2 separate regions of the Zea mays genome follow, and region 1 is linked to region 2. A link is a contact called in public Hi-C data. All regions are on one chromosome and are shown on one strand. The core of a region is the stretch at or near the end of the contact, and the rest is flanking DNA. Distances in the headings are between cores, read along the strand shown. Region 1 holds the start of LOC115565779 (ubiquitin-conjugating enzyme family). Region 2 has its middle 19 kb from the start of LOC100283170.

Evidence for each region. Hi-C and Micro-C count contacts between places; a contact is called where the count stands out from the background.
Region 1: a contact with region 2 is called in a Hi-C map of leaf, with 5 times the contacts expected there. The contact joins the promoter of LOC115565779 here to the enhancer-like site in region 2. A contact is called at or near these places in 2 of 25 Hi-C or Micro-C datasets (ear and leaf).

Annotation. Positions count from the first base shown.
Region 1 is chr1:241,651,033-241,654,668 of Zm-B73-REFERENCE-NAM-5.0, reverse strand. LOC115565779 (ubiquitin-conjugating enzyme family) reads left to right here and starts at 1,907. Exons shown (of 6, transcript NM_001372121.2): 1 at 1,907-2,071; 2 at 2,188-2,267; 3 at 2,536-2,650; 4 at 2,749-2,801; 5 at 2,898-3,026. The coding sequence starts at 2,028.
Region 2 is chr1:241,388,966-241,392,836 of Zm-B73-REFERENCE-NAM-5.0, reverse strand. No RefSeq gene overlaps it. Among protein-coding and RNA genes, the nearest start is that of LOC100283170, 19 kb to the right of the region's middle. Within about 2 kb of position 1,551, at least 18 of the 20 cell types and tissues checked have an H3K27ac peak or open chromatin away from gene starts, as enhancers often do. A contact at or near this core is called in ear and leaf, where this site is marked.

The DNA of each region.
Region 1 (3,636 bases), core at 658-3,157, 260 kb before region 2:
ACAACGGTGACTCAAACATATATGGACTAAAAGGTCATTCTACTTTTATGTCGGTTTATAAATTCCAAAGCTTCACGAAGAGGAACCTTCGGTCATCTCATACGAACAGCTTCAGCAGAAAATTGCTTCTTCCTTCAAGACCTTCGGCGACGAAGCATAGTCCCAACAGGGTACAAGCTCTGCAGAGTGTAAAACTGGTATACTAGCCGAGCTCACGGTCATGAGCGGCTGAGGACTCTCTGATGTTTAAATTATGGAACTTAAATTCAATTTTGTCATTTGCATTGCATGGGTTTATTATTAATTTTGTTCAATTACTTTACTTAAGGTTTGGTATTTACTTACACTTAGTAACTGCTAATAAAATTTTGACCAACTACTTAAAAGCAATGCTCAGCTTTAACTCCTGTCATTGATTAGCCTTACACATCACATGAACTACCACCTTTGTGAGTTCATGTCCACTGGTTCCCCACAACTTGTTGAGCTATGATCATGTGTGAGCTCACCCTTGCTGTCTCACACCCCCAGGAGAAGAGCAGGTGATTCAGGAGGAGCCACAAGGCGAGGAGTATGATCTGATCTAGGTGTCGTTTCTCAGTTGACATTGGCGCCGACGATCCTTAGTTCGTTTTATGTTTATCCTTTTATTTTGTAATAAGTCTTCCGCTATGTAATAAATACTCTGATTATTGTGACATTTATCTGTATACACTCTGTTATTATATATGTTGTCTTCTTGGCGCATGTATGAGATGCATCTGGCTTTGTCCCTTAAAGCCGGGTGTGACAATCTATGAGCTAGTTTGTAGGTTGTTGAAGTCCGATTCTTTAGCTTCCTGAAGTCCAATACTTCAGGTTGCTGGTCCCAGTGTTGAGCGGCACCAGAACATCTTGTCACACCAAGTCGCGATGGTGGAGATTGGCTTCGTGATTCCTAGCATGGACTATCGTCATGCATGCAGATCAGATTAACCATGCACTCTTGGCACTCAAACATGTAGTGACGGAGTGTGCAATGAAAAAAGTCGTCATGCATGTTTAAACCTGAAAAAATCCAGTCAACACTTCGTTTACATAGTCTGTTGGTAAACATGTCTTATAGGAAGCAATACCGAAGAATAATGTTTTGTATTAGGAGAAAAAGTTTTTAGTTATAGTCTAATTTTAGAGAATTGAATCTTTGATTTCAAATCTCTAATTCCACGTGGAATTAAACAACAGAATTTAAGAAAACTAATTTCAATTTACAATTCTGAGTTTCAGTATCTACGTACAAACAGGGTGCTAGAGAATACTACCCTTGTACCAAAAGCTCCGTGAAATGAGTCCTCCGTTGGTGGGCTGCCACGCGCCCGCGTCGGCAGCCGGGAAAAGCTGCCAGCACATGCCTCTCGCTCACTGCCACCGTCCACCGCTGCCGCCGAAGCAAAGCACTTTGCGGCGGTTTGGCCTGCCCAGTCCACTCTTCACAGGCTCACAGTAGTCAGTAACTACGAGAGGAAAACGGATGCAAATTAACCGGCACCATCCCTAACAACCAACCACCCGCCGCTTTCCTCAGTTGGTCTCCTCCTCACGCAGCACAATCCCTCCTAGAGGCTAGAGCAAAAGTCCTAAAGGCCTCAATTAGATTAGACAAAAAAGACGCGATTGGATCACTGGCGAGGGAGGCGTGTTTAGGGGGGTGGCGACCGAAGTTAGCCGCCGAGCTCGGCAGCGTTTTGCGTGATTGATTGCGTCCCTAATCCTCACTTCGTTCGCTTTGTCCCTTTCATCATCCCCTGTGCTTGTCTCGCCCGCTCTCTCTCGCCTTCCACAACCCTCTCCCTCTTCCATCTCATTTCCGCTGCGGCTGCAACAATAAAATAATAAGTCTCGTGCAGGCGAAGGACGTACGACGACGCGGACGCACCGTCAAAGTCTACAGGCTGCGCAATCCCTTTCTCCCTCTTATCCCCAAGGCGAGGAGCTGAGGGGGGGGGGGGGGCCCTTCTGCTGCTGTTCTTGTTTCCCCGCTCTCCAAGATGTCGTCCCCGAGCAAGCGCCGCGAGATGGACCTTATGAAGCTGTGAGGATGCTGGACCTCTCTTGGTCTGTTTTCCAATTCTGCCTGACCGTGTTCTGCTTGCTTTTTTTTTTGATCTGGCCATTCTTGCCGGCTTTCTTGGTTTATCGGCGTCGCAGGATGATGAGCGACTACAAGGTCGAGATGGTGAACGATGGGATGCAGGAATTCTTCGTCGAATTCAAGGGGCCGGCCGAAAGTAATAGCCCTCGCGCTGAATCCCGGTTGCTCTTCTCTCTCCCTGCCTCCCGTGCTGATGGTGCACGCTCCTGATTCTGATCTAGATGTTGTGGGGTGGAAGTTCAGTTTCAGGAAAACTGCCAGTCTCCACTGTTGATCGTGTTCAGATATTCTTGTCCGTTTAGCTTCATCCTTGATTGGTTGCTCAGTTGACCCGAACCGTCCTTCCTTTTCAGTCATAGTTTATCACAGGATTTTGCCAAATAAATTCGTACTCAATTTGGTAGGTATCTACCAAGGCGGTGTCTGGAAGGTTAGGGTAGAACTGCCTGATGCATATCCTTACAAATCCCCGTCCATCGGCTTCATCAACAAGATTTATCACCCAAATGTCGATGAGATGTGAGCATTATGGTCTTAAACTATTTTTCTTATTTTATTGAAGTTCATGCATGGAGTTAACATTTCCTTACCTGTTCTTATTTGACTGCAAAATGCAGGTCTGGCTCTGTATGTTTAGATGTCATAAACCAAACATGGAGCCCAATGTTTGGTGAGATACTCTCTTCTCTTCCATTGATGCTATGAGCTCTTATCTTATATAATCTATAATCTGAGCTAGATCTTTTTCCACATTCCTCTTTTGCAGATCTAGTAAATGTTTTTGAAGTATTCCTTCCACAGCTGTTACTATATCCAAATCCTTCTGATCCATTAAATGGGGAGGCTGCAGCACTGATGATGCGTGATCGTCCTGTTTATGAACAGAAAGTGAAAGGTACAGTGGTCCACTAAAATCCTCTGGTTGTTTTCAGTACGTTGTCTATAATTCTAAGATATTGTTTTGTTTGGTTGAAACATCACCTCCAGGCCTACTTTGCCATAATGTTCTACTACAGATTCATTCTTTTTTTGTCATATGCATTGCAACCTAAGTGTTATCCACACTTGAATGTTCTCTTGCAACCAGGTTCTTCATGCACCAAATTATCAAAAAAGTTCTGATCTTTTATTCCCATAACTTAGCTTTCTTACATTAGTTAAGAGTAAACTGAGTTCTCTTAAACCTACCATGTTCAAGTTACACTACAACACAATCACTGACTAGTAGTTACACTACAAGACGATCTACCAAGGTCTTCAAAATCTACATTGCTACCCTTAAGAGAAGATACTACCAATTACAAAGTTTGAGAAAAAATGGTGAAATGGTCTCTAGCTGAGTTGGTTAGGTGGTCTGATTAACACTTCTCAGCAGGGTTCGAGGGTTTTCTCGACCTGTGTGTGAGGTCTTCTCTTAATACAATGCCTAGAGGCTGTCTGTTCGGGTTTTTTCTCGACCTAGGTGTGAGGGCTACAATGCCGATTGTGTATGAGTAGAGCAGGGG
Region 2 (3,871 bases), core at 302-2,801:
ATCTCAGACCTGTACTCCTCATCGCCAAGATAACCTAAGCGTGGCAGGCGCCACCATGTCCTCCTCGACGGCACACACGGAGAAAGGCCAGGAGCATGACCGACTCACCCCGTACCCGCGTCGACGAACGTCGGTTGCGACCGTGGGCGGGGACAGCAGGTTGGGGAGGAAGAACATGGCGAAGGCCGGGAAAACGAACGGGACGCCCGACGACGGTGAAAACGATGGTGCACACATGATGTGAAACGTCCTCGTGGACGTGCAATAACCACTGCGCGAGTCGGTGTCGGGGCTGGTGTCGGACGAATACGGGGAGGAGGCGCATGCTCCTATGCCCTCTGCCGAGAATGGGGTGTTGCGGAGGTGGAGGCATGAGGGAAGAGAGAAAAGAAATAGAATGGCGAACGAGGTGGTGGCAACTGAGACGAGTACCATTATTATCGTGCGGAGGCCAGATGGGTCGTGTCTGGCGAACAACACATTTAATAGTGCCTGGGCCAACTCGGCACGAGCGTCGTGCGGTGCTTGGCCCGTAGCCTCGGTCCATAGTGCTGGCCCGGCCCGGCACGATTATTTTTTTCTTTTATAAGAAATCATATATACATATGTACAATTTATATTAATTATTATAAACAATTGAGTATGATGTTCTACTGGTTGACAACTTCATCTAGTGTCTCGCACCCTTCTTCCATTAAGGTGTGGGTTAAAACCCTAACTCCTGCATCGTCTCTTCTTAACATAATTCACTTCATGTACCACTTTTTAACATAATAACCCACCTCCTACACCACTTTTTAACATTTTACGCTGAGTTGATTTGGAAAAAATGTATGGACTTTTTTATAAAAAGATGAACGTTGAAATTGGTGTTTAAGTATAGACAAAGAGAAGGGATATGGATCCGCCACCTATGAAAGCTCAGGTATAACTAACCTCCCTGCAGCTGGCCCGGTCTACGCACGCATTTGCATGGCGACGCGAAGATAATAACAACAGCGACATATTTCCCTTTTGGGAACCTAGCTAGCTCTTGGACGCACGTCGGAGCATGCATGTATGTACACGTATGATGCGGTGGTGATCACGCAAGGTGCGTGCCAGCCAGTGTGGCGCTACGACGTCGACGAGCTCTACATCATCCTACATGTCTCGAAAGGCAACGCACTGCAGACTGCAGTCGGTGTGTGGTGCCGAGGTGATCTCGATCGGCTAGGGGCCGGGGCAGGCGTGATTGCATGGAGGAACGACGCGCGTGGCGCGAGTGCGGGTGTTAGGTCGGCGGGATGATCGGTCGGAGTGGTGGTGGCACGTCAAGCAGCAGCTGGAGATAGCTAGCTAGCAACCACGGTGGGTGTCGTCGTCGAGCCGCTGCATGTGTCTGGTAACGTCCGCATGGCATAGCGCGCGGCACACGGCGTTCTTTTTTGCGCTGACGATATCGACGGAGTTGGTAGAGGCTTTTTTTGACGGTGCCGACCGTATCCCTGTGTCCTGCGATTTCCAGCCCGGCCCAAGTGTGGTCTGTTCGTGGTGAGTTCGAGGCCCATAAGGGCAGAAGGCTGTAGCTGCTTCTAGTGACCAAGCCTGGCCGGTGTACACGTACTGTAGGCTGTAGCTTGTACGAAGATACGTGACACGAGATATGGAAAACGGAAAACATGCCAATAGGCAATAGGGTTCGGTCAAACCACTTTGGTTCCAGTCGATTTAAAACTGGTATTATTAGTAATAGATACAGGGCCGATTGTAAATCCGGAGATCCGTGCAAGCTAAGTCCCTCAACCGGTACTAATATTTTATGTAATTCGGTACCGATTCAATACAAGAACCGGAACAAATACATTTATATCGGTTCTGTCAAATAAACTGGTACTAAAGCTTAAATCTTTAATACTGTTTAAAACATCAACCGGTACTAAAGATTCCATAAGTGGCTCAAGCTCTAAGGCTATGGTGAAGTCTAATATTTAGGCGGTTTCAGTTATCGCACGCCAGTAAAAGAAACACTATATGGAGAAAATTCATTTTCGGCGGCCAGAAGCCGCCGAAAATAGGGCCTATGCTGTCGAAAATAAGCTATTTTCGGTGGCTCCTGGCCGCCAAAAAAAACATTAGCCAGAAATAACTACTAATTTTCGGCAGCCAGAGCTCGGCCACCGAAAATAGCTTATTTTCGGCGACCGGCTCATAAGCCGCCGAAAATAGTGGCCGCCAAAATTTTGCCAGGCTTATTTTCGGCGGCCCACGCATGGCCGCTGAAAATAAGTAATTTCAGAGAGAGAAAAATATGATAGAAATGTAAAAAACAGCAATTTCAACAACAATATAATCACAACAATATGACAGAAACAACAATTCCAGAATTACACACATTTAACACAAAATATCACAATTCTTCACACATATATCACTGTTCACTAAAATACCTTACAAGTCCATTACAGTCTAATAGAAACTCACAATTCCATCACAAATAGGGGTCGTTTGAGTTGTGACCACACATAGTCCATTACAATATAACACAAATGTCACACCCGGGTTTTAGGGGGCACCAAACCCGGGCGCAAACTTCACCAAGTGTGCTGGGACCAAGTCTCACACATATGATGACTCATGCTACAAAAACAAATGTCACATCTTTACTATATAATAGGAGTTCTGTACAAAATAGTTAAATAATTACATCATATGCAGACAACGACCCAACAACCATAGTTGACTGGGAGACGATGGCCTAGACCACTCACGAACCCATCACATCATCCTTCATGCGCTTCATCTAGTGGTACTTGTTCTTGACCTGTGGATGTGAGTACAGCAAGGGTGAGCTCACATACGTTCATCGCTCAACAAGTTATGGGGAATAATGTGCATGAACTCACCAAAGGTGGGAGCTCATGTGAAGTGTAAGGCTTACCAAAAGAAATGGTTAAAGTTGAGCATTGCTTTTAAATTTGGTCAAAATTTTATTAGCAGTTACTAAGTATAAGTAGATACCAACCCAATTAAGTAAGAGATCAAAATTGATAATAACATCCGCGATGCAATGCATATAACAGATTAAATTTAGTTCCATAAATTAATCATGCAAGAGTCCTTAGATGCTCATAACCGCGAGCATGACTGATATACCAGTTTTACATTCTGCAGAGGTTGCACACTTTACCCACAAGTCGTGTATCCCCGTCTAGCCAGGGTTAGCAAACCCTTAGACACTTCCGAGATGAATGGCTAGGGATCGACTACGAGGCATTTACAAAGTTTCACTAGCTTCAGAAAACCCGCTACAGTTTCTAGGGAGGCCCACCTACACCTGTCATTGTCCCAAAGGCCTCGGACGGCTGTACAGGTGTGCCAAATAGCTTGACAGGACCAAGATCTCACTTCTTCCTTTACATCCCAAGAGCGATTAACCCATCGCACAGACACTGCAACACAAATTAGAGTAAAGCGGAAAGAGTTATAATAACTTAATCCACATTCAGATGTTTGAGTAATAATATTGGAAGAGAGTAGTTATTACAATATAGGTGTTCGAGTGTAGCCTACTTATTACATAGCTGGAAGGTTAGCACCTTCCAGAACCCAGTACTTAAGTTTCGCCCTCTTGCTTTGGGACGACCATGATGCAGAAACAACAAAACTCCGAAGGTTCATCACCTGCAATGGTGGGTTCAAAGAACCCTTAGTACGAAGGTACTTTCGCAAGTCTTACCCAACTAAAGAAAAGACTCTCAAGGATATGTTGTCATTTGGGAATCAAGGTATATAACAAGAATCAAGGACTCTTTTACATAAAAGCTTACTAAACTTGGTCCTTAAGCTTTCATTTTACTTGCCAAGTTAAGTAGTTTCCTAAATCTAGATT